6 separate regions of the Mus musculus genome follow, and regions 2, 3, 4, 5 and 6 are each linked to region 1. The links are chromatin contacts, called in public HiChIP or PLAC-seq, Micro-C and promoter capture Hi-C maps. All regions are on one chromosome and are shown on one strand. The core of a region is the stretch at or near the end of the contact, and the rest is flanking DNA. Distances in the headings are between cores, read along the strand shown. Region 1 holds the start of Hps1 (HPS1, biogenesis of lysosomal organelles complex 3 subunit 1). Region 2 overlaps Crtac1 (cartilage acidic protein 1). Region 3 overlaps Crtac1 (cartilage acidic protein 1). Region 4 overlaps Crtac1 (cartilage acidic protein 1). Region 5 holds the start of Crtac1 (cartilage acidic protein 1). Region 6 has its middle 17 kb from the start of Gm41849.

Region 1 (4,768 bases), core at 1,411-3,910:
CCTTCTGCACACGTTTATTGGGAGAGCTTGATTGCAGAGGCGAAGAGACCCTGAGCCCAGAACTGGTGCTGCTTATATAGGCCTAGGAGAGGCGTGTCTCACACCCAGATTGGTTATGCACTATGCCTCATTTGTATGTTCCTCATCTGATTGACTACTCTCTCTCAGTACCTCACAGAACCTCATTAACATACCTCATTTGCATGTCTCACATCTGATTGGTTATATTCTCAGTAACTCATTAACATGCCCGCGCCAGGCAGTGACTTGACAAAAAGCTTTACTGCGTATGTACACATTGGTTGTTTGTCCAAACTTATGCGTGGTGGCCAGCAGTAGCCAGCGCCACTCTGCAACAGCACATGTGGCTTCCCACATTCCTGGAAGGATGTGTGCAAAGTCTACTCCGCCAAGACAGGGCATCAACGATAGACCAGAAAAAAAAAAAATGACTCCCTCAAGGTCTAGCTTAATGACTGAACACATTCACTGAGGTGACTTCCAGGAGCACGGGCTACTCAAGAGCAGCTGCACCACACAATACCCAACCCAGCATAGAGGACAAGTCATGAAAGCTGCCTCCCTGGCTCCACCAGAGTCTCCTCTCCCTAGCTTTCATGACCGTGGGGAGGGACCACGAGAATCCTATAATCTACTGAGTCTCCAAGGCTTTTCTCGTGAGCCCGAGCCTCAGAGGCTCCTCCTCCCACCAAAAGAGAAAGTTTCCGTTCAGAGGAATGAGTTACAGAGCAAACTGCAAGGTGGGCAGTTGGGCCACTGAAGGTGCAGAAGCTAAGCCACATCCACAGGCCACGGCAGCACTACCAGACCCATTTTGATCACTTCAGAAGAGAAATTGTCCAGACTCTCCGTCCCTCAGAGTCCTCATCTATAAAATGAGGACTTTAGGTTAGGTGTTCATGACTGGGCCGGGACAGGAGGTAACTCTAGAGTTTGCTGGCAGCTAGCCTGACCAAAAAGTAGTAAACTCCTCATGTACTCATGGGCCACACTTAAACATACACACACACACACACACACACACACACACAGAGACAGATCAAATAATGGTATTTTTAATATATATCTAACTTAAAACATATCTACAACATAAAGAAATCTTACAATCCAATAATAAGTCAATGGCTAAAAATAGATTAATAATAATAATAATAAAAGGGGTAGAAGATATGAATAAATGTTTATTTGAAAGCAAAAAAAATTTTAAAGCTACACAAATGAAGAGAAAAACCACATGAAGAGATGATCGGCGCCATTCTTTAGTCATCTGCAAGACACAAGTCACTAGCATCAGGTAACATGGACTAGATTAGTTATAAATTGTTCACGGGTAACAGTTATTCAGGCTTACAAACTGTTTGAAACAAGGGGGAAATGACCGACCGAAGTCAGGATAGTGTCGGCAGATTCAGGACTCCAGGAGACTGATGCTTGTGGCTGTACTGTGGAGCCTGGCTGAGCAGGGTGGTGGCGAAGGCGCAGGCGCAGGCGTTTGCGATGTTGTTTAATTGTACCTTAGGTAGCTAGAGTGGCCGCAGCACTGGCTCTTGGCCTCTGCCTAGTGGGTGCGGAGTGCTCATGCTGGGTCGTACACAAAGTTTCTCAGAAGCACCAAGGTACCCAATGAGGACCTGTGGTAGGCGCCCAACCTCTTCTGTGGACTCCATTGGCCTTCTTCACTCTTTCTGCCCCTCCAAATACACATAAAAATCTTGATAGTATGCAATCACTCGCAGGTTCAAGACAAAAGCCCTAATGTGTATGCAGCCCTCAGTCAGACTGGGAACCTTTGTAAATCAAGGAGCCCAAAGGTAGCTGGGCTCTTCTGCATGGTGTACTGGCTGGTTTTGTGTCAACTCGACACAGCTGGGGTTATCACAGAGAAAGGAGCTTCAGTTGAGGAAATGCCTCCATGAGATCCAGCTGTAAGGCATTTCCTCAATTAGTGATCAAGGGGGAAAAGCCCCTTGTGGGTGGGACCATCTCTGGGCTGGTGGTCTTGGGTTCTATAAGAGAGCAGGCTGAGCAAGCCAGTAAAGAACATCCCTCCATGGCTTCTGCATCAGCTCCTGCTTCCTGACCTGCTCGAGTTCCAGTCCTGACTTCCTTTGGTGATGAACAACAGTATGGAAGTGTAAGCCGAATAAACCCTTTCCTCCCCAAACTGCTTCTTGGTCATGATGTTTGTGCAGGAATAGAAACCCTGACTAAGACACACGGGTTCCGCCCCCTGGAGGTAAGTAAGGGAAAGCACCCACAAAAAGGGTACCTTTCACCTACAACTAGATTCGGCAAGAAAACGAAAGGCTGGGAAGGGCCAGGTGAAGGTGCAAGGAAACCTGGGTTCTGGTTCCATTTGTTCCTTCTTCAGCAAGGGGGTTCCCTCGGGGTTCTCAGTTGCCCCTTCTGTAAATCTGTGGGGAATCCCTTTAGCTAAATCAAGCAAAAGAGACTCTAGAAATGTCACCGGCTCAGCTGGTGCCTCTAAAGGCAGTGAGATACCTACTTATGCCAGGGTGAACGTGGCACGGCTCCCTAGCGGCGGGTGACCAGCAAGCACAGTAGCCTGAAGGGTGAGCAATGCCTGACGGGGCGGGGCTCGAACCCACAAAGCAGGCCCCGGTCATGTGGCTGAGTCACGTGTCCTACCCGGAAGCGCGCCGCAGGCTGGCTACACGCTGGGCGGTGCGAGCCGCGGATCCGGTACGTGGGCATCGTGGGTGACCAAGCGCAGTCCTGGGTCGCCCCTCGGTGGGCACCTCCGGCAAGCTCTCCCAGTTTGGAGAGGCCCGGGCACCCGGGGAAACCCGCATCAGTCTCATGCCTTTTGGAGCGGGCGTCACAAGCCAGGCCTTCGTCCCCGGGAGGAGAGGGGGAGGGTACGTCAGAATTTCTGGGTGTCGTTGAAAGAGTGCTAAGCAGCTATTGGGCGGAGCCACGCAGTGAGGCGGTGCTAAGCGGCGCAGGGAGAGACTCCCTCCTAGGCCAGCTGCTCCTGCTGGAGCATCACAGGCTATAGTCCCCACCCCTCGCACCCACCCCCCAACTGAGCTGTGTTAGGCGGGACAGAGGCCACGGGGACAGTTTGCTAGGGACAATGAGAGAACTGTGACCCGGGTGGTAAAAGTGGGTGCAGGGGATTTTTCTCAGAATCGCCCTTCTCTTCAAAGTTTCCTCCTTTTAGAGCAAAATATAAAGAGAACAAAGATCAGAAAATGAGGTTAGCCGCAACCGTAAAACCAGATACCCACCGAAAAGTATGCGGGTGCTTACCGGAAGTTACCATCAAGGCAAGCCCGAGAATGGTGCAGCCAGGCTCAGAGTTTCATTGCTTTCAAAATCCCCAGGATCAAACCTTCCTCCTCCGCCTTAGATTCTTCTTGCCTGTTATCAAAATGGGAGGATTCCAGAGGCAGCTTATTTCTCTTGTTATTTGAAGCCGGGAAATAAGAATAACACCTACCCACCGTTCTTGTCCTTAAGATGAGCCTACTGGGCTGAGGTTGCGACCTGGCTGGTAGGAACCCCGTAACCCGGTAGGAAGGTGCAACAGCGCTCTGTTCCCTGGCCTCCCAAGAGGAGTTTGAATCTCTGAGTTGAATGGGACCTTAGGAAAGCCCAACCAGAACCAAACCCGAATGCAGCTTTTCACTGGGACCTCCTGCCAGCTTGCGATGGGTTGTGTAGTAACCCATCCCTGCTCACCGCTCCCTGGGGCTGCTCAGGGTGGGATTGCTGACCCCACCTGTGTGTGAATGAGTGACCCAAATATAAACTGTCCAGTTGCAGAGGAGGTAGGAGCTAATGTGTCATCAACGCTTGCTCCACATAAAGGACACCTTCTAGCTTGTGGTCCTTAAAATGGGGGAACCTGTGACTTCTCAGCCCGTGTCCAGGTTGTCCACTCTCAGGAACAGGCGGCAGTGGAAACCAGACCCTCTGAATGCCTTCATGCCTTTTCTGCCTTAAGCATTTGCAGGCCCAAGGATGCTGTGCTGCTGTTGTCTGCTGACCTGGTCAGAGTATCTAGCTCCTCAGAAGCCCTGCTGTGTGCTTTGCCAAGGTAAACCATGCTCCTCTCCTGGAGGATGGAGGGTGGAGAGGTGGGCAGCACCCACTTGAAGAGCAGAATGAGAGGAGCGAACTGAACTGCCACATGCACCTCTTTGTACATTTCTTCCCCCTCCCCCTCTCCAGCCCTGCCCCCACCCCCCATGTCACTACTTCATTGGGGGAACCAAAGACAGGAACCCCAGAAGGACTGGGTGATGGCAGGCATGCAGACGAGGGTTCCGTGAGTGTCCATTGTTTTGAAGCCCATCTCCTTACCCAGGCTGAACTCACGGATGTGACCTTTGCCCTCGCTTTTCCCTGGAAGATGAAGTGCGTGTTGGTGGCCACCGAGGGCGCAGAGGTCCTCTTCTACTGGACAGATGAGGAGTTTGCTGAGAGCCTCCGGCTGAAGCTCCAGCAGTCAGAGGATGAGGAAGAGGAGGTAATTACAGAACAGGCCGTCCTGGTGGAGGTGGGGTTGGTAGAGGAGCCACAGAGCCACCCGAGGCCAGGAGGTCCCAGTGCCTCTTCCAGGCAGGCAGGAGGAGTCCGCAGGGCCTGTGCCTGGCCAACAGGGGGCAGCCTTTTGATGTCTTGAGTACTGTGATTTCCTATCTCACTGTCTGGGCCAGTGATTGGGGAAGGGGGTAAATTTTAGCCTCACAAGAGGGAGACTTGATGTCAGGTTCTCCAT
Region 2 (4,768 bases), core at 1,443-3,942, 490 kb after region 1:
TATCCTTCCACTCTGCCTCCCCCGACTTTAAACTTCTACATCTTCAGACACAACTTGCTCTTCCACACCAGTGTCCTTACCAAGCAGCTCCCAACCTTAGAACACCTTTCTTCTCTGTCTCTGACCGAATGGACTGGCCTGCTGTTCTCACCAACCCTGTCCCAACACCTCCCTCACTTGTTATGATAACATTGTGATTGTTTTTCCCCACAGCCACCCGAATCCTCCAGGTTGCCTGGGTCCTTTCTGTTCAAGGCTGAATCCTAGATACCTACTCGATATTTAATATTATGATATGGTCACTGGGTAGGGGCAGTATAACAAGGGTGGATCTCTGGGGTCACACAGGCCTTGGGTGGGTGACTGGGTAGTGTCCCTGGCCTCTCCAAGTCTCAGTGTTCTAGTCTCTAAGATGAAGATGTATGAAGGTCTGTTGACACCGTGAGGCGTCAGGTCTGGTCTGAGCATGCTGTCAGTCTAAGACCTGTCTAAGAACTGACCAGAATGCCAAGGGTGATACATGGTCAGTGGAAGTTGTGTCTTCATGATCCAAGGGTGAGAGGCTGTGCTGCCCAGGGCGGAGGGGCTGTGAGCCAGCCAGCACCTTCAAGTTTCAGACAAATAAACCAAGGCTGGAAAAGGATGGCTTGCTTACTTACCTAACAGCCCCTCCCTGGTGCGTAGGGAGAGACCCTGGTCCAGCGCCACATGCCCCGCTGGGGGCTGCAAATTTGAGTCTATGAATATTCCTCAACTCTTTTGAGTTATTTGTGGCTTCAGTCAGGCTGTAAAATGTATTCATGGAGCTGTTCCGTTGGCTTAGGTGAGAAACACTTGCTTTTGTCTCCTTTTTTTTTTTTAAACGGAAAATGTTTGCTTTTCAAATGTGCCACTTAATTTGGGCACGTGCACGCCCTAAAAAATGCCAGATTTCATGTTGCCTCACGATTCTGTTTTAAAACAGAAGAATTATACTTGGCCTTCTTCTGGTCCTTTCCCAACCCGGATCTGGGAGTTGTGGGGATAGCAATTGGCCTGCTGAGAGGCTGCCTCGGACTAGATAGGGGGTTCTTAACCTGTGGTTCCAGACCCCTCTAGAGTTGAAGGACCCTCTCACATATATTTCTGTTACAATTCATGATAAGTAAGAAAACTACAGTTATGAAGTAGCACAGAAAATAATTTTATGTTTGGGGGTAACCACCACATGAGGAACTGTATTCAAGGGGTGCAGCACTGGAAACGTTGAGAACCTCTGATCTAGATGAAGCAAAACCTGGAACAGACAGGTGAGCTGTCCAAGCCTCACCCTGCCCCAGGGATCTGTGGGAGGAGCGGGGATGTCCTCTGAGCCTTTCCCATGACTGTCCCTGCACTCTTCCAGCGATGTACTGGGCACTGCCTGCCTTCCCTTACAACCTGAGAAAGGCTGGCAGGTGCTGCTGATCAACCCCTAAGTCATCACCATTAGCCAGACCTTGCCACAGGGCTAGCCCACTTCCTGATGCAGGAGCTGAGCGGACGTTAGAAATGCCTAAACACTGGACCAACCTTCCCAACCTGTTTCCTGATGTGTTGCTATAGCATGCTGCTGTAGGGATGTGTGTGATGGATTCACAAGGGACAGTGTCTGAGCTTTACAAGTATCTTCTGTTTGTCTTTGTTGTTGTTTTAAGATTTTTTTAATTTTATGTATGTGAGCACACTGTAGCTGTACAGATGGTTATGAGCCCTCATGTGGTTGTTGGGAATTGAATTTTTAGGACCTCTGCTCTCTCTGATCAACCCCACTCTCTCCACTCGGCCCTGCTCGCTCCAGTCAACTCCACTCGCTCAGTCCCTGCTTGTTCCGGTCTAAAGATTTATTTATTATTATACATAAGTACACTGTAGCTGACTTCAGACACACCAGAAGAGGGAGTCAGATCCCATTATGGATGGTTGTGAGCCACCATGTGGTTGCTGGGAATTGAACTCAGGACCATCGGAACAGCAGTCAGTGCTCTTAACCACTGAGCCATCTCTCCAGCCCCCACAGGTATCTTTTGTAAATGGCTCGGATCTGCAGTGGCCTTCCTTAGGTGCCCTCAATCCCCATCTTTCCTGTAAGCTTTACTTACAGCTCAGTTCAAGTGCCTCCTCCCCAGGAGTTTGACCTTGACTACTGAACAGGATCTGGCCAGCCCTGAATGACTCCTTGTCCTTTCTTCACAAAGCGTGTCAATAGACACCATGATTTATTTCTTTATTTGTCTGTTTGCCCACCTCCCAGATGGACAGGGAAACCCATGAGGAGACATTCCAGTCACAGGAAGGGGTGTGGCTCTAGCAGGGCTCCAGAAATAGAAATGTGAGCGAGCTCGGAAGGTCACACGAGTTGGCTGGAGAGCTAGGATTTGTCCCCAGGACTCCCAGCCACCTGCTCTGGTCATGTTCTTTCAGCATACCAAGCAAGTGACAGAGCCAAGATGTGAACCCCTGGCTCTGAAGTCAACCTGCTTCTCTCTGAGCCACACAGCTCCCCAAATTCAACCTCCTCATGCCTGTTCTGTTGCCTAGAATGCATCATGTAGCTGTTGAGATGTAAATTAATTTAAATTAAGTAAAATGCTAAATTCAGTAACTCTCATCCTGCACCGCGGCCAGGGGCTAGTGCACTGAACAAGGCAGACACTGGGCTTTTCCATCACTAAAGAATGGTCGATTGGACAGTATGGCCCCAAAGAGGAGCTTCTAAATCGTTCCCACGGCCCTTAGGAGAGTGTGTCGTCAGTTACAACCTTTGTTACCATAGTTACTCCAAGAGGCCCTCTCTCTCATGCTCCTGACCCTTCTCCTTCCTCCCACAGGACGGGATGAAGCCAGCAGTGTGGAGGTGACGTGGCCAGATGGCAAGATGGTGAGCCGAAGTGTGGCCAGCGAGGAGATGAACTCGGTGTTGGAGATCCTCTACCCCCAGGATGAGGACAAACTTCAGAACACAGCCCCACTAGAGGTGGGCCAAAGCCTCTGGGCCGCATAGTCAAAAAAACAAAACAAAACAAAACAAAACAAAAAGCAAGCATCACCCATGATCCTAGGGGTAAATCTGTAGACTTGCCCTCTAGAATCAAAGAGTAATAGAGATGGTCTCAGCAAAGGGCAGGCTTCAGATGATGTCGCCATGGGTTGTGCACCCATTTTACAGACGAGGAAACCAGAGGCCCAGAGAATGAAGCCAAAGCCAGCTAAGGTTGTTGTGCACTGTGTTGAGAACTGATTCCTACTTTCGGTATTTTCTGAATACCTGAAGAGGCCTCCTCTTGTCCTTGGAAGAGGCTCAGACCATACACCAGAATTCTGGAGGCTTTTTAGAGGTCAGCTCTAGTCCACTTTCAGGTCTATCTGAGGTACATAGTTCTCTAGTACAGGGAGAGTGTGGATTATAACTGTTCTGCCTTCCCCCACCCACACCATCTCTCTCCATTCTTAGCTCAAGGCTAGAATAAGAGGGAGGGGCTCCCCTCAGGCCCAGGCTAAAAGCACCTCTCAAGCTGCAATCAGGGTGACAGCTACTCTGTTACTGTGACTAGGAGGGAACTGAGATGAGGCCTCTCAACTCACAAGTGTCTCTGCTTCTGCCCACCTTGCAGTGCGGCCAAGGATTCTCCCAGCAGGACAATGGCCATTGCATGGGTGAGTTGCCTATAGGCACCAGAGGACGGGGCAGAGGCTGGGATCTTCCTGGGGACTGTCAGCCTGACCTGCCAAGGTCCAAGACGCAGACAGGGGCTAGAAAGATAGGGAGAAAAAGGTACTATTGGTCCTTAGGGTTCCAGATGCCAAAACTCCATGACTCACCAAGGTGAAAGTGACATTAGCAACTGCAGGCTGATTCAGTTCACTGCTGGGCATTGGCAGGGCCAGCCTGCCACCTGGGGATGGCATGAGTCGTCTCAGTATCTACTGAGACTGTGATGGATAAGCTTCACCCTGGCAGAGGCAGAGCAGAAGCATGCTATGGCCAGCCTGAGAAGCAGCCAGCGAGAAGGATGGGAGAGATGAAGGGGGAGATGATTGAGGAAGGCGCTTGGGCACAGCAGGGCTGGAATGTGATCTCAGTGCAGATAGGGTGCTGCAGCCTGGTCCAGCACAGGGAAGGCTCATAGCTGCCAGATGCCAGCTCAGCAAGGGTCTCATGACTTTCTTTCTTTCTTTGTTCTTTTTGGGTTTTTTTTTTTAAAGATTTATTTATTTCATTTATATGAGTACACTGTAGCTGTCTTCAGGCACACCAGAAGAGGGCATCAGATCCCATTACAGATGGTTGTGAGCCACCATGTGGTTGCTGGGAATTGAACTCAGGACCTCTGGAAGAGCAAGCAGCCAGTGCTCTTAACCACTGAGCCATCTCTCCAGCTCCTCGTGACTTCCTAAAGTCTCCCAATATGCTATGAAGGGGATAATCTAGCAGCCCAGTGTCCAGAAGATGTCCAACCCAAAGCCTTACATCCTGACTGATGTGTTTATAAAAAAGAGAAAGAGAAAGGGAGTATGTTCTATGGGGGGAGGGTCTAGCCAGATATGGGGAAAGGGGTGTCTTAGCAGCCCCATGCCTAGGCATCCCTTCCCCCTAAGGGACCAGCCACATGACAGTATAGTATAGAGTTTATTCAGGGCATGGGGAGGGGAGTTAAGAGGATAGTAGAGGCAGAGAAAGGTAGAGAGAAGAGAGTAGAGAAGTAGAGGCTGGCCATGACCACGTGGAGAGAGGGGGGAAGGGAAGGAG
Region 3 (4,768 bases), core at 1,583-4,082, 390 kb after region 1:
CGGAAGAAGGTGGCTCACGTGTAGGGCTTTCCTGGGACATGGTATGTGCAATCGACTTTCAGTATGAATTCTTAAAATACTTGCAACCGATAAGTCACAAGTTAAGATAGGCAGATGGCCAATTGATGGGGGAAACATACAACTTCAACTAAGAATCTTTAAAATGTGGCATAAAATCAGACTTTAATTTTCACTCATAAAACAGTTGAAAACGTAGTCAGCATTGATAAAGATGCAGTGATCTACCAGAGGGACATAAAAAAATATGGAAACAAAAATGTAAAAAAATAAAAGCATGGGGCTGAAATGTGTATAGACCTCTTGACTCTTTAGTTCTACTATAACTGTCTCAGAAAAATAGAAATACATGATCAAAATTTTCTGTGGAGGGCTATTTGTTTCACCATTTTGTAATGGAAAAAAAAAACTAGGAGCAACTTTAATAGCCATTAATAACAAACCGTTTCTGTGAATTACAGAAGAAGACCAGTGGGATGAAATACCATGTAGTTGCTAAAATTCTCTTCAAGGAATATTTAAGGGCATGAAAAAAAAAATTCATGGTATCATAACCAAGGGAAAGAAGTATAACACAAAATTTCACTATCATGGCTTCCAATACTGTAAAACATTTAAATGTGCACAGAAAGGACTAGAAGGAAATATATCAAAATATTACAAAGTTTTCCAGGTGGTTGATTTAGAGGTAATTTTTATTTATGCTTCTCTGGATTTTTCCCCCTTTTCTTTTTAAATTTGCGAGGCGTGTGAATTAGTCAGACTTTCCTTGTTGTGATAGACACCTGAGAGAAGCTATTTAAAAGGAAGGCAGACTTATTGTAGTTGATGGCTTCAGAGGTTCCAGCCCATGGTTGGCTGGTTCCATTGCTTTGGGCCAAGGAGGGGAGACGTAATGGAGGAGAAAGACTGACAGACCCAAACTCCTGAACACCCAGGAAATGAAGAAGAACAACAGGAAGGGCCAGGGGCCTTCAAAGGCATATCCTAGCAGCACACTACCTCCACACAGGCCCACCCTTCACATTTCCAACACTTTCCAATGGGCTTCCCGAGTTTTAGATCCATCAATGAGTTAAACCATTGATGACACTAAGACCCTTATGATCGACCCAACTTCAGAAACAGGTTTGGAGACACACCCAGAAATTAACAATCAAGAATAAGCATCACAGTACATTCTTCAATAATCAAGAGGAACTTTCAGGGATCACAGTTGCAACAACCAAAGGTTCACCCAAAACTGTTACGCCTCCGAGTCTGAGATCCCTGGGAGCAGGAAGAACAGCGGTGTTTCCCTTTGTCTAATTTGGGGATTTTTCGCAGAAACTCCCTTGGCTGTGGGCACTGTGTTTTCTCGGCTGCTTGGTGGTTTTCTGCACCTTGTCAGGAGTCAGAGGGAAGCTGTGGTGCTTTCTGATCTCACAGGATGGATTTATAAATGTGTTCCTTGGTAATGGTCCTGACTGGGGTATCTGAAATGCTCTTTCCAGAGCTCAGCTATACACTCATTCTTACTTAACAGCACTTTGTCCAAGAGTAGCAGGGAGTTGCTGACTCTGCCATCTACAGATGGTACTTAAATCTGTGTGCCCTGAATCACTGAGGGTCTACTAGATAGTTTAAGTCTTGGTGTGTGTGTGGGGGGGGGGGGGGATGTCTCTTCTTTGTGTCTCATCTTTGTTCTACTATAGATGCCTCAATTTTTTCCCTTCTAAATAAATGTTCTGTGATGGGAATTTAAAACCTTCTTCCTCCCAGCTGTACCATGAGGAAGGTGTGATATGGTCTGAGCTGTCATCACAGCCAGCCTGGTTTTCTTTAGTGACAGTAGCAGTGGTTCCCCACCCCCACCCCTTATCCCACTGTTATTCCTCAGATGCCCATGACTGTGATACTTGATGGAGGAAATCCCAAGACTTCCTCACAGTACCACAGGGGCTCAAAGGCAAATGGTGCTCGCAGTCTCTGATATAAAGGAGATGCAAGAGCCAAACCTCTATACCAAACGGACACAAAGGTCAGTTTGTTACTAGAAACAGCTTCCCAGAATTTACCTTACATGAGGGTGTGATGGCAACCAGAGGCCACTGAGCCCCAGGGCTGGGTACCCACCCTGTGTCAAGCGTTTTGCACCAACATTCTCACGTGACCCCCCCCCCCCACCGCAACCGTCTCCCAAGATCTGTACTATATTAGTCCTACTGTTTCACAGACAGGAAAATAGGCTTCAGAAACTTGTTATGTCACTTGAAGCTGCAAAGTTAGAACCCAGACCATTGGGTCAGTGTATCCCAAGTTTTGTTAAAAGGAGAGGTCTTTGCTAAGCCATGGCCCCCAAGCCTTGGAGCCTCTCTACCAAGGGAGTCGGGGAGGGGGGTGGCACTAGTAATTTCCCACGGATCCCTGGCGGTTCTTATCGTTGGGTAAGCTTGTGGGAGAGAGCGGTGGGTGTTAGCGCAGTAATGGTTCTCAGCCCCAACTGCAAGTTAGAATTGTCAGGGGAGCATTTAATAGAAACGAGCGCCCAGCTCCACCCTGACACATTCCGATTTAATCGCACTGGAGTGGGACCCAGGCTGCAGTATCTTCAAGCTCGCCAGGTGATTCGCAAGTGCAGCCATGGTAGGGAACCACCGCTCTGTTGCTTCGGCTGATTAAAATTAAATCAGCCTGACTTACTCTACAAAAACACCGGCAAAGGAAGAATCACTCCGTGCTGGCCAGCTGTCTCCCACTTCCAGCCCTGCCATTGAAAGGGGGGTGGGGGGTGGGGTGGGGCGTGGAGAGACTGAGGGAAGAAAAGCCAAGCAGCCAGCTGGGTGTGACAGCAATCCTAGCTAGATCCCCAATCCTGACTGAGCACTGGAGGACGCCGGAGGGCAGTTAAGGTGTGCAGGGACGATAGAGCTGGAAGAAGAAGAGCTTCTCTTGTCTCTGACCACAATGTTCTCACACCGCAGGGTGTATCCGAGAGCTTGTTAAAACCCATGATGACAAGACTCCATTCCTGCCTGCTCTGATACCCTAGGACCAGGATCCTGGCACTGATGCTGCCTGGTGGGGCACCTTTTGTTATGTTGATGTTAGCACTGTGCAGAATTCAGCCACACCAATTGCAGAAAACCCGAGCTAAAGCCCACACCCACGAGCTTCCTTCCAACCACAGTGCCAAACCCCAGTGACCATTCAGGGGATCATTCTGCAGAGCAAATCTGCCTGCGCCCAGCAGTGCTCTGATGACTGTTGAAAGACGATAGACAACCAGACCAGATCCTCGCCCTGAGGAGCTCCGGGAGAAGCCACCAGCACTGGGAAAGTGGTTTTAGAACCTGGTGATGTGAAGACAGGGAGCCAAGGCAAGTAACAAGAGATGGAAGCTTTAGGTTGCCGGGGGCAGAAAGGCCTCTCTAAACGGAGGATGTTGGAGCTAAAACGTGAACGATAGAATGAGCTAGGAACTGAAGGACCTAAAAGAGAGTGCCCCCCCCACACACACACACACAAGGCAACTGGGTCCTTAAACATAACGAGGGCATCAAGGATGACCAAGGATGATAGGGCAGAGTGAACGGCTTGTGCGATAATTCCTGGGGCAAGAGTGAGCTTGGCACATGGCAAGAACAGGAAGCAAGCAGTGCTTGATGTGTGCACTACAGTCACATGTTTTCGAGCTCTACCGAGCTCTTCACATCCATTATCTCATTACAGCCCATGATGTAAGAGGGTACCCATCCTCGCAGAGTTAAGCCTGACGATGAGTTAGTTCCCTTCATCCAGTCAAACTTCCTATCGAGTGGCATACTTCTTAAGGGGTATCATTGCTTCTAGCAGTTTGATGGCCCCTGATAGAAGATGCTTGCTTTTGTATAGAGGGGGTGGGGAAGCCCAGAACCGAAGGGACAGAGCTGATATTGATAATGATGGAGCTTGCATCAATGGTTTATCTAGCCTTCTTGTGCACACAATTCTTAGGCACTTGATTTAAAGGTATATCCTCACTCTAGGGTCTGTGGGCAGGGCCTGAAATTCTGAATTTTTGGCAAACTCCAGCTTGGTCCATGGCTCACATTTTGAGTAAAAGATCTCAGGTCACCATGGGTGCGGACCTTTGCTGTTTGGTCAGAACGAGGCCAAGGGTGTAGATTATTCATATTCTGGCTGCTTGGCCAGCTAGACTATGTCCTTGGGATTAGCATCTCCCAACCCTAGCTAAGGATGCAATATCAGAGGTTAGAGTCTTGTCAGACACTGATAAAATGCCCCTAGGGGAGGCAGCAGGAACTAGCCCTCCCCCCACCCCCACTCCGGCACATTGCAAAGGCTAGAGGAGCCCAGGCTGGTGTAAAATCTTCCTTTGTCTTAGGCAGCCTGGGTCAGGCCATACATACTGATGATAGCAGCGTATTGGTTCTCTGCCACTCTGATTTACGCTCGGGAGGCGCTCATCAATTCCAATAGGGAACTTGTTGAGTTATTTTAGGTTTCAGTTTTGATAGCGAAAACCAACTCCATGAAACCAGCGTTTCTCTTCTCGCCTATGTTTCTAGGATGACATCGCTACCTTCCAGTTCCTAACCAACCAGAGATCTCGTTCCTCCCAGGGTCTCAGAGCTGCTGTTCCATCTCCAGTGTGGGTACTGCAGACTCAAGGTCCTATTGGGACCCAGGAGGGCTGCCATTGTGAAAATCCCAAACAGGTGGAGGACAGCAAAGATTTTTTTTTCAATAGTAGAGAGATCAATCGCAT
Region 4 (4,768 bases), core at 736-3,235, 360 kb after region 1:
TCTTCTTCCCCTTCTTCCTCCTCTTCCTCCTCTCTTTCTCTTCTTCCCCTTCCTCCTCCTCTTCCCCCTCCTCTTCCTCTTCTTCCTTTTGCTCCTCTTCCTCTCCTCCTCCTCCTCCTCCTCCTCCGCACTGCAGCAGAAGTGTTTTATTGATACACTATGGATGGCAATACCCTATCAGATACATAGTTGGCAAACACTTATACTCATTCTGTGGTTGACTTTCGTCCTTTGACAAGTGTTCTTTGACGCACCAAAGTTTCTCATTTTGATATAGGCCATCTTGTCCGACTTTCCTTTGTCGTCTGTGCTCTTGTGTGTCTTCTCTAAGAAATCGTTGTGAGGCTTGAGAATTTTGTGAAGCTCCTCGTGTGCTTTCAGTGTTCAGCCAGGGCTGTGCAATGCTTCTTAAGTTTTAACGTATATACAAATTAGCCTGCATCGTGTTAGAATGGATATTCTAATTTAGTGGGTCTTGGGTGAGACCCCACAGTCTGCATCTCTAATCGGCTGCTAAATGATGCTTCTGGTGCTCTATGCGTGGACCACTCCGAGTAGCCAGGAGGAGGAGCATGCCAGTGGCAGCTTCCATCCTGAGAGGGGCAGATGCAGTTACCATAGCTTCTCATAAGCTTCCCCACTGTTACTGTTTCCTAACCTGGCATCAAGATAACCCAGTACTAACCATTTCACTTCCTAAAGCTGGTCCTGAGCACCCCAGGACAGGGTGTATGGGGTACCTTTGGCATGGCAGAACAATTAGACATAAGGAACACAAACCCTAAGCCCGACCCCCAGCCTACCCCAAGAATTTGGAAATTTATGTGATTAATCGTGTGCTCTCTTCCCTGGCCCTTTAGATACTATAGAGGACCCTTCTGGAAAGTTGTTTTCTTTTAAATGGATTTAATATCCTCAGAAGAGAAAAGCCATGCAGGTTGGTATGAGGTTTGCAGAAGCCGTTTGTGGACACGTGGTGGAGACTTCTGAATATCTCCTTTAAAAACTTCCTTTCATCCACCATAGAGTCTTGGAGCTAGAAAGGCCCTTCAGAGGTCTCTTCCCAAACCTTTATTTCAAAGGAGAGAGCAGGGATCCAGTGGTATTCGAACTTGTCAAGATCATCAAAACAAAGTTGAGGTCAACCCACAGGTACACTTCCCCTCCCTCCCACCACCAGAGGAAAGGCAAAAATCAAGAGGCCGGGTCACATGACTTTGCCCTTCTTAGAACTTCTTCCAGTTAGGCATCTGTCACCCTACTAGGATCTGACCCCTGTCTCGGTGACCCAAACGGCAGCTGCCAAGGAGCTTCGAGGAGGCAGCACTCATGGATGGTGCTGTAAGCTGATCACATATCCCAGCCACTGCCAATCAATTGGATTTGGCTCTCAAGTAGGAGTTCACTATTGTCCCTTCAATAGAAGACATGCTATCAATTAAGTAAAATAAAATAAAAGCCTTCGTGACCTTCAGATCCCTGCTACACTTCATCATGTCCACCCTGCCTATTAAATACTCTTTATCCACCCACACCTGCTTGTAAAGATGGTTCTGGGTTTCCTTAGCCAGGGAAATGTCCTGCTCAGCTGCAGAACTCTGAGAGCGTGTGCTTGTCTTAGCCAGAGGACTCTTAATTTGGAATGACCTCATTTGGTATCATGGTATCATGGGAGCACATGGGCTCCCAACATGTGCACTTTGAACACACTGCAAGATCCTCCTTTAACGATGGATCCTACATGGTCGCTACCCTCCGATGGAGCTCTGCCCCTGCATTTCTCTACAGCAAGACATCAAGGAGGCTTCAGATCTAAAGGCAGTGCCTGGACCCCCCGTTTTGGCCTCTGGGTCCTTGACCTGGAGCACAAGCTCATTTTCTGGCAGGAGCATCTGTCTCCATATGGGGAGACAGTCTTCAGATCTCCTTTGCTCTTCCCTCATTAAGATGTCAGTCCGGCTCAGCCTTGTTCTCTGCTGCCAGATGCGCTGACAAGCAAGCAGCCAAGTTCTGGCAGGAGGAGGCCTGCTGCCTACTGAAGGCAGGAGGGGTAGTGCTTTGCTGCCGGATTGGACCTGCGCGGGCTTCCTGGAATTCCACGAGAGTCTCGGGGACATTCTGTGAGGTCCAATTCTCTCTGCCTATGGCAGAGTCTTAGAGTGGAGCTAGCTTCAGCATTCCCAAGCTCTCTTGCTCTCACTTCGAGCAGGTGGAGTGCCACCTCCCTGGCCATTCTCAGCTGTCTCCTGGGCGAGTGCCATCAGCTCCGAAGGGTCTTCGGCTGTTTGGCAACACCCTGAGTTATGTTAGAGATATAATAATGAATTATACAATGCATTATACATAATTAATTTATAATAAAACACACACACAATGGTTTAATTTCTCCAAGTGAATGATGTACTAGCCGCCAGACCTCGCTGGAACACATCCCTTGACTGACTGCCTCTTAGTCTGGAAGCAATGACCAACAGTCCTTGGGAGGAATCTTGTCTTGGAGAACCTGCCAGGCCACCTCTGGGGTATGCCTCACAGGAGAGCAACCCCCACTACCTTTGTTGTTGCTCTGGACCCAGTGACCTGTGGGTGAAGGAAGGTTTCACCCCCCACCTCTGCATTGAAATCTGTTATTTGCTTCATTCTTTCAGAGTATATAGGACATCCTTCCTTCCATCTTCCATTCCTTCATTCCTTCCTTCCTCCCTCCCTTCCTTCCTCAAATACATCTTGACTGCTCCTTGCATAACATATTCTTAGCCTGGTGCATATCAAGTAAGCAAACCAGACAAATATCCATGGCAAAGTGGATCTTGTACTTTAGCAGAGGGTGACAGCCAGTAACTAAGTGTGAGGTGCAGTAAATCCCATCGCAAGTGGTGCAATGATGGGTGCTACAGAAGAGGGGGGAAAGACCAGGGACAGTGGCCCACCGGGATGGAGGCAGGTTGTAGATTTACGATAGCAGAGATGGGACACTTACAAAGCAGTGGTTCTATGATGGCTGAGACAGGGGAGAATGCCGACATGGCCTCCCGGGACTGGATTTATTTGCCCAGCTCTGGGACCTTTCAGTAAAGCCTGTAACTTTTGCTTTCAGATGGTCAGGATGGCTTTGCTCCTGCTGCCGCCCCTGTGGCTTCTGCCTCTCACTGGGGGATCCCAGAGGGCTGAGCCCATGTTCACTGCAGTCACCAACTCAGTCCTGCCCCCTGACTATGACAGCAACCCCACCCAGCTCAACTATGGAGTGGCAGTGACAGATGTGGACCATGATGGGGACTTCGAGATCGTTGTGGCGGGGTAAGTGCCTCCCACCCTGAGTCTGACAGACGTATTAATCAGCCTTTGCAGCGATACGGTTGTGTGACAGTAACTCCAAACCACAACGCAGTGGCCAATGCTTGTTCTCGCTTGGGTCTGCAGTCTTCTGTGGCCAGCACCAGCCCAGCTGGCAGAGCTGCGGTTTTGGGATGCCGTGGCTTTGCCCTCTGCAAAGTAGGGGCACTGAGCAAACGGCAGCTTAGAGGAAAGCTATCTGCAGGCTTCTCAAGGCTGCCTCTTGCCACACGTCAGCTCCCTTGGCCGTGCAGGTATCACTTCCTTCCCAGGGAGGTTCTACACGGGCAGGACATAAAAGTGTTAGTCCGTAGAAGGGGTTGCTGCGTGCTCACTGATTCCCACGGTACTTTACATAAGGCTAAGAAAACGTTAATTACCCATTTCAAAGAAGAGCGAAGATGGAAATCAAGAGGGATAGTTGAGCCTCTCCTGGCTAGGCATATAGCCTGCTGCTCCTCCTCCAAAAAAGAATACTATTGCGTAGCTGGAAAAGCAGAGACTCGGAGTTCATATGGCTTGAGATGGTGCCCTGGTGTGCACCTTCCCAGTTGCGTGACCTTGAGATCCACATACATCCTCTGGAAGGAAGAGATCACTGCAACACCTTGTCCTGAAGCCTCACTTGGCTATTGCACATGATAGCACATTGTGAGTTCTGCCAGTCACCATGGATAGTTGTTACTTATTGAGCACTACTGTGTGCCAGGCTCTATCATCATATTTCACATGCATCACCTTCTTCATCCCTCTGACATCCCAGCACCCCATTTAGAGATGGAGACAAAACTCAAAAGCGGGGTGGGGCAGGGTGGTGGTGGTGGTAAGGAATGTAGCTTAGTTGGTAAACTGCTTGTCCAACATTCATGAAGCTCTGGATTCAGTCCCCAGCGCCACATGTGTTGTGGTACACTCCTGGGATTCCAGCACTTGGAGGTGGAGCACTGTGAGACTGCCTCGGAAAACCAAACAAAAGACAGCAATGGGCTTTCATAAATACACAGTAAATGGATGGGTCAGGAGTCGAACCTCAGGGCATCCTAGAGTCACCACATTTACTACACAGAGTCTCGACACTTCAAAAACCAGTGATAAGAACAAAGCAGGGGCCATGTGCCTAGTTCTAGGAGCCTGCTATTTTTGGTAATGTAGAACAAAATATCTAACGGGTGACATTATTTGTAGCAGTCATATGCAACAATAAAAGCATCAGCCTTAGAAATGAAAGAATTGGTTTTAAGCATCTTGTGAAAGGGTCTCATCTATCCCAAGTTAGTCTTGAACTTGCTATATAGCTGAGGATAGCTTTTTAATTCCTCTTATCTCCACATCCCAAGTGCTGGGATTACAGGCATGTGTCACAACTCACAGTGAAGAACTGGTTTTAAGTTTAACAATATTTAACCCAACAGTTGCCAACCTTTGTGCTCCA
Region 5 (4,768 bases), core at 1,399-3,898, 350 kb after region 1:
TTTCGCTGCGGAAATATGAATGTGTCTGATTTTCAGATGCGACTCCAGACCTCACAGGATGGTGCAACATGTTTGGCACCTCTCTGAATTCTAAAACACCCTGCCTTCAAGGGTTTCTAGACACAGGCAACATTAGGAGAATTAGAAATTCTAGGACCAGATCTGCCCATCCCATCCCATCCCTTATCCCTCGAAGGACTCCCTGAGTGGAACACCTGTCACTTTACATTTCACTGTCCTTTCCTGGCACCTTGGCTCTGTCATCCCCTTCCCTGACTAGAGAGAGTGAGATCATTGCAGGGTTGTTTTGCACCGACAACCTATTCACATCTGGGTGGCTAATGTTGATAATTACTGAGCTGGTTACTAAATCTGTCAGGTTTAGGTGAGGTGAGTCTCGGCAGCTGGGGCTGCTGCTTACAGCTTCCCAGGCAGAGAGAGAGAAAGAGAGAGAGAGGTGAGAACAAATCCAAGAAAGGTGTGTTCGGATGCTTGGGCTCCAGTGAGACTGGTTAATTACCAGTCACTTGCTGTCTCTCCGAGTTGGAGCTTCTGGCTAAGGAACAGTCGTGCATCAGACAGAATCCGACAACCTGCTATTTATTTCCACATAAAGAAAGTGGCAGGGACTAAGACGCCGAGGACAAGTGTGGAGACAGTCTCTCAAGTGCCAGGACCACAGCCACACAGATGCAGATATCCTCAGCACAGGGCGGTAGTGTGAGCCATCGGGATGCTGAGCCTACTGCTGCTCCTTTGGAGGGAACTGGGGACCAGGGGTGTGCTTGGGACCAAGTGTACTTGCTGCTGGATGAAGTGTATTGATGCAGAACCTTGGATTATGTTCTAGCAACACCCCCTGCCCCCGACACACACACACACGAGAGAGAGAGAGAGAGAGAGAGAGAGAGAGAGAGAGAGAGAGAGAGAGAGAGAGCATCTTTCCCAGAAGCACATCCACACATCCATTCAGATTCTCACAGGGTACAGAACAGTCTCCGACCCCTAGAGAGAGGTTGATTACAAACCACTGGCCTGGAACCCTGAAGAAACAGGTTGATATTGGGTCGAGCACCCAGAGTCTCGGGATTCCTAATGATCCTGAAATTATACTCGAAAGTCACTTATGGGTAAACGTTGGCCAGTTTTTCCAGAAAGAGACGCCAGTGACTTTCGCCAGATTCTCAATGGTTCCTCACCGCTGAGGAGCTCCTTGGCGGCCCAAGAGATGGACTCTGCCTACGCTTAGCTTCTGCTTTTAAGAGAAGAGCACAAACGGGGCTGACAGTTCTAATCAGTACTGGGAGATAACCAGGTCCAGCTAGGAACTGGTTGACAGGGAACTCTATAGCAGAACCTTCATCCAAGTCTTTTTAAGCGTCAAACATACAGACGCCAAGCTAGTTAGTGAGTAGTGATCGCAAAGCCTTTGGAGCTGAGCAAAGAGTCCCATATCCTTCTCCGAGGCCTCGGGTCTGGCTTTCAGAAATCCACCGGTCTTATTCATGAAAGGTCAAAATTCACTACTTGCTGAGCACCTATTATAAGCCTGGTTCTATTGTAGATGCAAAAGGTCCATTGATGTGGACCTTAGCAAGTTACCTGCCCCAAACACAGGTATATGGGGAGCTACTAACGAAGTCATCTCCATGTTAGTTGCTCTCCCACCACTACCCTTGGGCCAGAGAGACCAAAGCCATTGCACCCAGCTGTGCCAGCTGGTGACAACGGAGAAAGAGCAAGCGGTAGTACTCCGTGTGGGCAAAAGATGCAGACGCCCTGAGCAGGTGGGCCAGGCTCAGCCCTGGTGGGTGTTGCTGGAGAGGGGGCTAGGTACGGTGAGGACTCTGCCTGCGGGGGCGGAGGGCGCGGATGTGGGAAAGCAGACTCTGCCCGCAGTTGCCTGGGCCGCCGCGCCTGACCGCCGAGCTGCGCTCGCCTGCTCCCCGCCCTCTGGGACCGTGGTGAAGCTCTGTTCCCCATACTGAGCAGTCCCCCGGAGGCGCTCGGACACGTCCCTAGGCTGGATAAAGATCGACTCGGAGCTCGCTCCCCAGCGAGAAATCTCGCCATCGGCGTGGCTCGCGCGGCCGCTCTGGCCGGGCCTGGGAGCCGCCAGATCGCTATCTGGGAGGCAGAAAGACAGCAGCGCGGCCGCTACCCCCCGCCCTGCGCTCCGCGTGGCTGCGGGGTCCTGGGGCTCGCCGGCCTCCCTTCCCCCCCTTGCACTGCCTTCCCCGCGCTCCCCCCCCCCCCGGGGACATCCGCTTCCCGCCCGCCCGGTCCCCAGCGTCCCTCAAGGCGCCCTCTCCCCACTCGCCAGGCCCCGCTGCCTCCTGAAGGTTACGCGGCGCGGCGGCGGGGCGCGGCAGAGCACGGGGGGCACCCGCCCTCGCCGCCGCCCGCGCCGCCGCCCACCCCAATGCCCGCCGCGCCGGGCCAGCCTGGCTGCCGGCTGCTGCCACCGCAATCCCGGCTCCTAAATCAGCGCGGGGAGGCGCCCCTTCCCCCACCCGGCTCCTCGGGCTCCCCGGGCCGCGATTGGCCGCGCGTGCGCCCCCCAAGCTTGGGCCCCGGCTCCAGCTGCCGCGCCATTGGCTGCGGGCCTCCGCCAGCCTTTACATAAGCCCGGGCGCGCTCGAGTGGAGTTGTATAAAGCGAGCGCGCGGCGTCGGGGCGGGAGGCTCGAGGCCAGCCCGGGACCAGGGCTGGGCGCTGCAAGGCGGCGGCGCCAGCGGCAGAGGCAGCATCGAGCGCCCGCGCTCCGACGCCCCCAAGCGGTGGGGCTGAGAGAGCCAGAGGATGGCTCCGAGCGCTGACCCGGGCGTGAGTATCCGCTCCTGGAGCCCCCACCCCTTCCGGCGGAGAAAGTTTCGCCAGCCTAGCGCACCCCTCCCCGCACGCCCCCAGGGGTGGCGGGGATGCAGCTGGGGACCTGGGAAGATCGGGACTGCGAAGGCGGCGACGCTGCTCCCAACTTGCCAAGAGGCGCTGGACTCTATTGGCGCGCAGATCCTCCCCGCGGGCTGGGGGCAAGGCGGGCGCCAGGCTGGAGGTGGTGGAAGAGATGGGAGCCGAGGTGTGGGGGTGACAGCCCACAGTTGGCAGAGAACGTGTTAGTGGCACAGAGGATGGAGGTCAGCGGTTTGAGAAGGGGGCAATGGGGCTAGTAGGGGGCGGAGCAGGTGAAGGCTGTGCTGAGGGTACCCGGGGAGTCACCCAGCTGGCGGGCTCAGTTTGGGGACGACTAAGCTACCATCCTCGGCCGACTGCCAACGCTTCCAGGTTGGGGAAGATCCCCCGGGGCATAGCTCTTCTCCCGGGAAGCCGAGCTGTCTCCCCTTGCACAGCGCTGAGTGGCAGAGTGCTCCCGGAGCCAGCCCGGTACACAGCGTAGCTGCCAGCCGCCTTTTGCTGGACCGAGGTGTGGTCTGGCTTTCTAGCTAAGGATGTTTCAGGCAAGCTCTTTTCTGGCATTCTAGGGGAACCATGGGGTCCCCCCCCCCCTTGATCTTATGGAATCAGATAAAGGTTTTGGTGGGGCAGCAGGCAGGCTTGGGGGCATGCCCAGCAATGCAGCGTGATTCTTTTGCAGTACAGTAGTTGGGAGCCCTGGTTAGTCCCGCTTCTGCAGAAACCAACTAAAGAATCCAAAGTCATCCCAGCTGGGATGGGAGCCTCCCTAGGGGTGGGGGTGGGGGGTTCCTTCTTGAATGACTAATGATTACTATTGCTATTGGGTGGGTTCACCTACCGTGACATCTGTACATCTCATCCGTCCTCCTGGAAGCGTTCATGAGTTGCACTTGAGGTACCTTCTGGGATGGGTGCAAGACTTCGAAAAATGAAGCCAGTTGGAAAAGAAAGCAAGAAGGTTCCCAGAGTAGAGGACAGCGGTTTGATGCTGTGTTGAACCTGGGAAGAACTCCTGGGGAAAAGCTATCAGGGGAGATTTGAAACCATGATAACTTGGGACAGGAAGTACCCACGTTGAATTAAAGCAGATCCAGAGACTTGAACAGTTCCTCACACTTGGGTATTGAGACAGAGACGTGGAGGGTGGAAAAATGGGAATATGAACAGTTGGCCCAATATGGTCTTCAAGGAGGCGTTTTTTCCCCCTCTCTCTTTCCTGTCTTGGTTAAAAAGCCTCTTCTGGAGGCAGGTTCTAAAGTCAATTTGGTAGGCAAGGAAGGGAGTTTAGTTCTTGGTGCTGGACTAGATTAGAACACTTTGGTCTCCAGTTGGTGCTGATAGATTCTGGAGAAGGTTGAAGGCTGCCGGTGGCTTCTGCTCTTGTAGCTGATGGGTTGGGGTTGAGCCATTCACCGTAGTACAACCCTACCAATGGGCATGTGTTCAAACTCCTTGGATACCTGCGTTAGGCTAATGATTTTATGTGTGTGTGTGTGGGTTTACCAATCCATGCCCACCCCACCCCCATTCCCTGTTTGCTTGCAGTCAACATTTCTTGCTGCATTTCCCAAGACCTTCTTTCCATTAGGGATGTGTGCAGTGATATACCTGCTTGCTGCTCTGTCTTCCTTTCTCTGTCTGGACTACACCTGGCCTTCTGAACCCTGGTGCTTATTCTTTGGCACCAGGGTGTTTGGTTAAGGTATCCTATGGTTGCATGGAGGAGCCCTGTGAATGAGTAGACCAATGGCCTATGTAATGCCGAGACTGAAACACAGATTCTTAGAGAGACTAGGCCAACGACCAGGAAATTCTTCTGTTAAACAGGTTGTGACCACCTGAGTTGGTCCTC
Region 6 (4,768 bases), core at 575-3,074, 320 kb after region 1:
TCAGAGTAGCCATTTCTTCCATTCTTTTGAAAATTGTTATCAAATTCCATGCAGTCTCTCAACTCTGGGGATTTGAAGCTGAAACAGACAAAAGCCCCTACCCCTTGGGGCTGGAAAGACAGCTCAATGGTTATGAGCACCTGCTGTTCTTACAAAGGACCTGAGTTTGATTTCCAGAACCCGTCCCTGGTGACTCACAACTGCCTGCGACTCAGTAGCTCCAAGGGGATCTGACGCCTCTGGCCTTTGTGGGCATCTGCCTTCATGTGCACATATGTACATGTGCATTGTTCATGCATGCATCCACGTGCACGCGCACACGTGTGTGTTATGTGTGTATACACACAATAGTTAAAAATAATAAACTTTGTAAAACAACCTTATCCTAGGAAGTGGAGACAGTAAACCCAATAAATAAGAAAAAAGAGAGTAGACTAACGGGAAGAGTAAGAGAGAAATGGCTGGGAAGGGATGTGGGAGAGAAATAGGCAGCCCGAGATCTGATCATGAACGCCTCGTAGTGAAGGGATAAAGAAAACAAAAGACATGGGTGCAAAAAAGGAATGAGATAGGGCCGTCGTCCCCTGACATCCAAACTCCGCCTGTGCACTGACTTCCGGCTGGCTTCCGGCTGGCTCCCAGCTGGCTTCCGGCTGGCTTCTAGCTGGCTTCCAGTTTGCCTGGACTCACAGGACAGAGCAGGCAGGCTCCTGAGGCACAGAATAGAATCACATATGGCTCATGCTAGACTCCCATCCCCAAGGCCGTGTTTCCCAAGGCCTGCTCTTAGCCTAGGAGGGAGCTGAGCTGGTGGAACACAGGCCCCTTCTTGGACACCAGTTTCTTCAGGCAGCCCACTGTGATGCCAGCGCTCCTCCGCAGCCTTGCAGAGCTTGGCAGAGGAGCCAAACGGCTCTCATCTTCCCCGTTCCTCTCGTACACTTGGAGGGCAAACCTGCGGTGCTTCTTCCCCGTTAGACTGAGCCTTCTCAGAGGTGTTTCTTCTACCACAATCCGTGCTCCTTTGATCCCATTTTGTCATGTGCTACCTAGACACGTCAAACTAACACGAGGTGGTGGCAATCAGGGAGGGAGAGGGCAAGGGGAAGATAGAGACCAAAGGCAGCTCTGAAGACTCGGACATCCCTGCTCCGTAAACCCACCATCCCTAGGCCTCTGAAAATTCTCTTCTCTGGTTGGTTTTTATAACTTACTAGTGGAGTTCCTCTTAACTAAACAACTGCAAAACCTCCATTTGTCTGTCGAACCTGAGGGGTGAGAGCGCTCATCCACATCTCCTCACGCTGTGGAGCCTTGATGACAGTAGCCAGGGGGGACCAGAGGCCAGATGTGGTGGTGAGGCAGCCAGCCAGCTCGTGGGAGGCTGAGGAACGCATTAAGGCTGGAGGCCATCTGAGGTAAAGGGAGGGAAGATGGAGCTGGGCCAGCTTGTGTCACCCCCTCCCCTCGCCCCCAGCAGGATTTCAGTGGGGGTGGGGGTGGGTAGGGTGAGTGGTGGGGGATGGGCTAGGGGCATCAAAACCCCCTTCACAAGGTTCAGCAAGATACACCCTAGGCTCATTGACTTCAGTTTCCCTATTGGTTTTGGAGCCAAGTAAGTCATTTCCGGATGTTCTGCAAACATCAGCGCCAATCGATAGCATCGGAATCGTTTCTTTGCCCCATTTGTTTTCAACAGCCTGCCACCAGCGGTCCCCCACGCTGGCTTCCTCCAGCGGCAGCTGTGCTCTTGGGGCTCCCTGTGGGTGTGTGGCAGAGATCCCCAGCCGGGCTGCAATCATAAGTCCAGGCCTTTAATCTCTGGCTCAGAGGGATAAGGCTCTGGGTTCGCCTCCCTGAGCAAATTATAGGCTCTTACTGTGCAAGCACCAGCCAGCCTTCTTCTCCCCGGGCCTGTCTGCTCCGGAGAGGAGCATTTCTGGAATAAACAGGACCCTCCCTCCCTTACAGACATTCCCCGAGACTTTGCAAACCTCAGCAGCTGCAGGCAAGCCAGAAACAAGCTTCCTAGGAACGAAAGACACCACAAGAAGTAAAGGACCATGGTGGCAGGGCTCAGGGTGATGTGGCTCTCGGGTGAAGTTCCGTGATGGTCACAGGTCACTAGACCACCAACGCCTGCAGGCAAGCTCCCAGCTACTGAAGTTTACTCAGCAAATCTTTCTGGGCCTCTGTCACGTGGCCAACACAATGCTTCCCGTCCACACTCTTCCCCAAACTGCCCTTAGTCCCCTGGAGACAGTCAGCTGCTACCACTATTTATCCAAACTGTGGTAGCCCTTGAGCCCTGGGAAGCAGCAGAGTGGATGTAGGACATAGGGAGTGACCATTGACTTGACCATCTACTCTGCTTTCTACCTGCGTTCCTCATACAGACCACACTAGACAGTGGGGTTTTACCAGGGTGGGGATTGTTCTACAAGAAGGATATCTCTCTCTCTCTCTCTCTCTCTCTCTCTCTCTCTCTCTCTCTCTCTCTCTATCTCTCTCTCTCTCGCACACACACACACACACACACACACACACACAGGTCAGAAAGAAAGTGATACATACAAATTGAGTCACTAAGTGAGGGATGAGGACAGAGGCAGGTGCTGTCTCACTAGAGGAGAAGCTGCATGTGGGCAGGCTATCTTGTCCACAGCTGTATCTCAACTTCTAGCTCAGTGCTGGGCACTTTGAAGATTTCTAATCAGTACTTAGCAGACAACTGCCTGCTGTAGGTTGACAGAGAGAGAGAGAGATCTTAAAATTCAGATCAGGGGCTATAGTGTATTATTCATTAAAAACAGAAAGTAATGATGAATGTACTTCTATTTATGGCTGAGTAAGAGTGGTCACGGGAGGAGACACAGGAGGGAAAGTCATCAAGATGGCCAGAAGGAGACAGAATGGGGGAGAACAGAGCACCAGTGTGAGGGACAATCGGCTTCCCCTCCAGACTCTCTGACCCCTCCCTGGGCCCCATCTGCTGTCCCCGCTTGGCTCCTTAACACTGCCAAAAATCTCCCCTCAAAACGACACCATTGGTGTTCTTTCCAGCTTTGAGACCCTTCCAATGATGGAGACGCCATCCTGGAAGGTGGATACGGTCAGTGGGAGGAAGGAGGGTGGTGCATCAGCCAGACTCGCTCCCTGGCCCTTCTAGCTTTGGTTCCATCACTACCCATGCAGTCTTGGCCTCGGTTTCCCCATCTGTAAAGCAAGGAGCTCACAGAATGCCCGCCTGGGACAGTCTTACTTTGAGGGATCTGCCTTTCCATGGAAGCCTGCATCAGTCCTTCCTGCGTGGGTATCCTGGCTCTCTAGAAGCTATACCCCCATAAACCAAACAGGAAGCTCAGAAGTCCCACGTGGGCCTTCCCCAGGGGCAGACGGCCTGACTCGTAGAGTGTGGCCCTTCCATCTAATTCTTTACCCTTCACACTGTGACAGGTGGGCACAGGAAAAAGAAAAACCTTAGAAATAGGGCGCAGATGGCTACCGTTTCCTTTCTTTGCTGCTTTACTTATTATTTTCGTCATTCCCCCGAGTTCACCCTGGTAAGCGATGCAGCTCAGCATAGTTTGTGTGAGTGAGGGCTGGTGCCATGCACCGGATGAGAACAAGGACAGACAAGCACCATGCTGACAGAATGCATCAAGTGGCTGGGAGAAGCTGGCCGTGATTGATTATAGCATTGGGAGCCGGCCAGGGCACCTGGGCAAAGGGGTTGGCAAACAGGTTAGTGTCTTGGCACATCTCCTCCTGAGATTTAGGTCGAGTTCTAGGCTGGAGGACAAAATGTCTCCTGTCAACTCCTCTGAAGGAAAGCTGGGGGGGGGGGGGAGTAGGATGTCTGGGTCTGGGAGACATGGATGGAAAGGTCCTAAATCATCAGCTATAGCGGAGTCAAGGGAAGTGCTCCCCAAGACCCCAGGGCTGGGTGTGCTCACCCAGTAACCATGGTTACATACTTGATTGGGCCATGCCGGATGCAGAGACTTCAGAGCAGGGGGCTTGCTCGTCTGACCCACACAACCTCTGTAAGGAGCTTGGTCACGAGTCTCCACTTTATGGATTAAGAAATGGGTCAGACATATCATTCAAAACAGGAATGTAGAAATAGAACCTTGGCTGTGAGGCCTCTGTGCCAGCAAGGCCCTGATATGTCTGTATGCAGAGAGGTGGCAGCAGGGCTAGGACACAGTGCTCTCCTCCTGAAGAGGCAATGTGTCACAGTAGTTAAGCATAGGTGTTTACTGAGCCGGATTCACAGGGGCTGGACCCTGTCACCACCATTGACTTACTGTGTGACCTTAGGCAGGTCGTGAGCACCCCTTCTACATGCCTCAATTCCCTTCTCTCTTAGCAAGGGACCGTTTCATAGCAGGTTGGCTGGGGGGTGGGAGGGAGCAATAAATGCATTTGATGCTGGCAAAACCCATACTGCCTAACCATACAAACATTAGTCCTTTTGCCTTGACTTTGGGTTTTAAACCTCTCTCCTCGTGGATGGACTGTGCTGGACAAAAGAGACCATCTACTCTCCTCAGCATCCGAATTTGGATCTAAATCAGGAATGTCCTACCAAATTTGGATCTAAAACAAGAATGTCCCACAGCAAAGGAAAAGTGAAGAAGCAAGAGGAATGTTTATCCCATTGCCTGGGGCAAAGCTAGGTGCTGAGAAAGAGCCACGGGGCATGGGGTGGGATGGCTTCTCACGTGAGAATTGCAGGTGCTGGACCACACCCAACTTTCCCATC

The links. Promoter capture Hi-C pulls out the DNA fragments that hold promoters and counts their contacts. A called contact is a pair of places that touch in the nucleus more often than the background predicts. HiChIP or PLAC-seq counts read pairs in DNA pulled down with a chosen protein or histone mark.
Region 2: an H3K4me3 HiChIP or PLAC-seq map of embryonic stem cells shows a contact between it and region 1, with 9 times the contacts expected there. The contact joins the enhancer-like site here to the promoter of Hps1 in region 1. A contact is called at or near these places in 2 of 39 promoter capture datasets (the C10 cell line and embryonic stem cells), 3 of 115 datasets of contacts at active chromatin or transcription factors (embryonic stem cells and stem cell-derived neural progenitor cells) and 1 of 9 other capture datasets (adipose tissue).
Region 3: a contact with region 1 is called in an H3K27ac HiChIP or PLAC-seq map of embryonic stem cells, with 4 times the contacts expected there. The contact joins the enhancer-like site here to the promoter of Hps1 in region 1. A contact is called at or near these places in 3 of 39 promoter capture datasets (embryonic stem cells and liver), 2 of 115 datasets of contacts at active chromatin or transcription factors (embryonic stem cells and large pre-B cells) and 1 of 9 other capture datasets (embryonic stem cells).
Region 4: a contact with region 1 is called in a promoter capture Hi-C map of hippocampal neurons, with 2.7 times the contacts expected there. The contact joins the enhancer-like site here to the promoter of Hps1 in region 1. A contact is called at or near these places in 5 of 39 promoter capture datasets (cranial neural crest, hippocampal neurons, liver and 2 more), 3 of 115 datasets of contacts at active chromatin or transcription factors (embryonic stem cells, large pre-B cells and pancreatic cancer cells) and 3 of 9 other capture datasets (adipose tissue, embryonic stem cells and liver).
Region 5: a Micro-C map of embryonic stem cells shows a contact between it and region 1, with 4 times the contacts expected there. The contact joins the promoter of Crtac1 here to the promoter of Hps1 in region 1. A contact is called at or near these places in 11 of 39 promoter capture datasets (the 3T3-L1 cell line, the C10 cell line, the HPC-7 cell line and 6 more), 8 of 484 Hi-C or Micro-C datasets (all in embryonic stem cells), 7 of 115 datasets of contacts at active chromatin or transcription factors (embryonic stem cells, large pre-B cells, pancreatic cancer cells and 1 more) and 3 of 9 other capture datasets (adipose tissue, embryonic stem cells and liver).
Region 6: a contact with region 1 is called in a promoter capture Hi-C map of liver, with 4 times the contacts expected there. The contact joins the enhancer-like site here to the promoter of Hps1 in region 1. A contact is called at or near these places in 6 of 39 promoter capture datasets (the SN4741 cell line, embryonic stem cells, hippocampal neurons and 1 more), 3 of 115 datasets of contacts at active chromatin or transcription factors (embryonic stem cells, large pre-B cells and stem cell-derived neural progenitor cells) and 1 of 9 other capture datasets (pancreatic islet).

The regions. Positions count from the first base shown.
Region 1 is chr19:42,777,870-42,782,637 of GRCm38.p6, reverse strand. Hps1 (HPS1, biogenesis of lysosomal organelles complex 3 subunit 1) reads left to right here and starts at 2,660. Exons shown (of 20, transcript NM_019424.3): 1 at 2,660-2,724; 2 at 3,992-4,084; 3 at 4,355-4,516. The coding sequence starts at 4,400. It overlaps Gm16244 (a long non-coding RNA gene), which reads right to left and starts at 3,606. Exons shown (of 2, transcript XR_386720.3): 1 at 3,295-3,606; 2 at 1,064-3,198.
Region 2 is chr19:42,286,080-42,290,847 of GRCm38.p6, reverse strand. It overlaps Crtac1 (cartilage acidic protein 1), which reads left to right. Exons shown (of 15, transcript NM_145123.5): 12 at 2,850-2,995; 13 at 3,633-3,675. All of the region lies in intron 1 of Gm34347 (a long non-coding RNA gene), which reads right to left. Among named protein-coding and RNA genes, the nearest start is that of Mir3085, 8.3 kb to the right of the region's middle. Within about 2 kb of position 2,692, at least 8 of the 459 cell types and tissues checked have an H3K27ac peak or open chromatin away from gene starts, as enhancers often do. A contact at or near this core is called in embryonic stem cells, where this site is marked.
Region 3 is chr19:42,383,400-42,388,167 of GRCm38.p6, reverse strand. All of the region lies in intron 2 of Crtac1 (cartilage acidic protein 1), which reads left to right. It overlaps Gm41848 (a long non-coding RNA gene), which reads left to right. Exons shown (of 2, transcript XR_877861.1): 2 at 1-427. Among named protein-coding and RNA genes, the nearest start is that of Gm41848, 12 kb to the left of the region's middle. Within about 2 kb of position 2,832, at least 12 of the 459 cell types and tissues checked have an H3K27ac peak or open chromatin away from gene starts, as enhancers often do. A contact at or near this core is called in embryonic stem cells, where this site is marked.
Region 4 is chr19:42,412,473-42,417,240 of GRCm38.p6, reverse strand. Crtac1 (cartilage acidic protein 1) reads left to right here. Exons shown (of 15, transcript NM_145123.5): 2 at 3,098-3,300. It overlaps Gm34299 (a long non-coding RNA gene), which reads right to left. Exons shown (of 4, transcript XR_003952940.1): 3 at 3,717-4,288; 4 at 2,348-3,615. Among named protein-coding and RNA genes, the nearest start is that of Gm34299, 4.9 kb to the right of the region's middle. Within about 2 kb of position 1,985, at least 8 of the 459 cell types and tissues checked have an H3K27ac peak or open chromatin away from gene starts, as enhancers often do. A contact at or near this core is called in hippocampal neurons, where this site is marked.
Region 5 is chr19:42,429,668-42,434,435 of GRCm38.p6, reverse strand. It overlaps Crtac1 (cartilage acidic protein 1), which reads left to right and starts at 2,648. Exons shown (of 15, transcript NM_145123.5): 1 at 2,648-2,826. The coding sequence starts at 2,803.
Region 6 is chr19:42,458,662-42,463,429 of GRCm38.p6, reverse strand. No RefSeq gene overlaps it. Among named protein-coding and RNA genes, the nearest start is that of Gm41849, 17 kb to the right of the region's middle. Within about 2 kb of position 1,824, at least 12 of the 459 cell types and tissues checked have an H3K27ac peak or open chromatin away from gene starts, as enhancers often do. A contact at or near this core is called in liver, where this site is marked.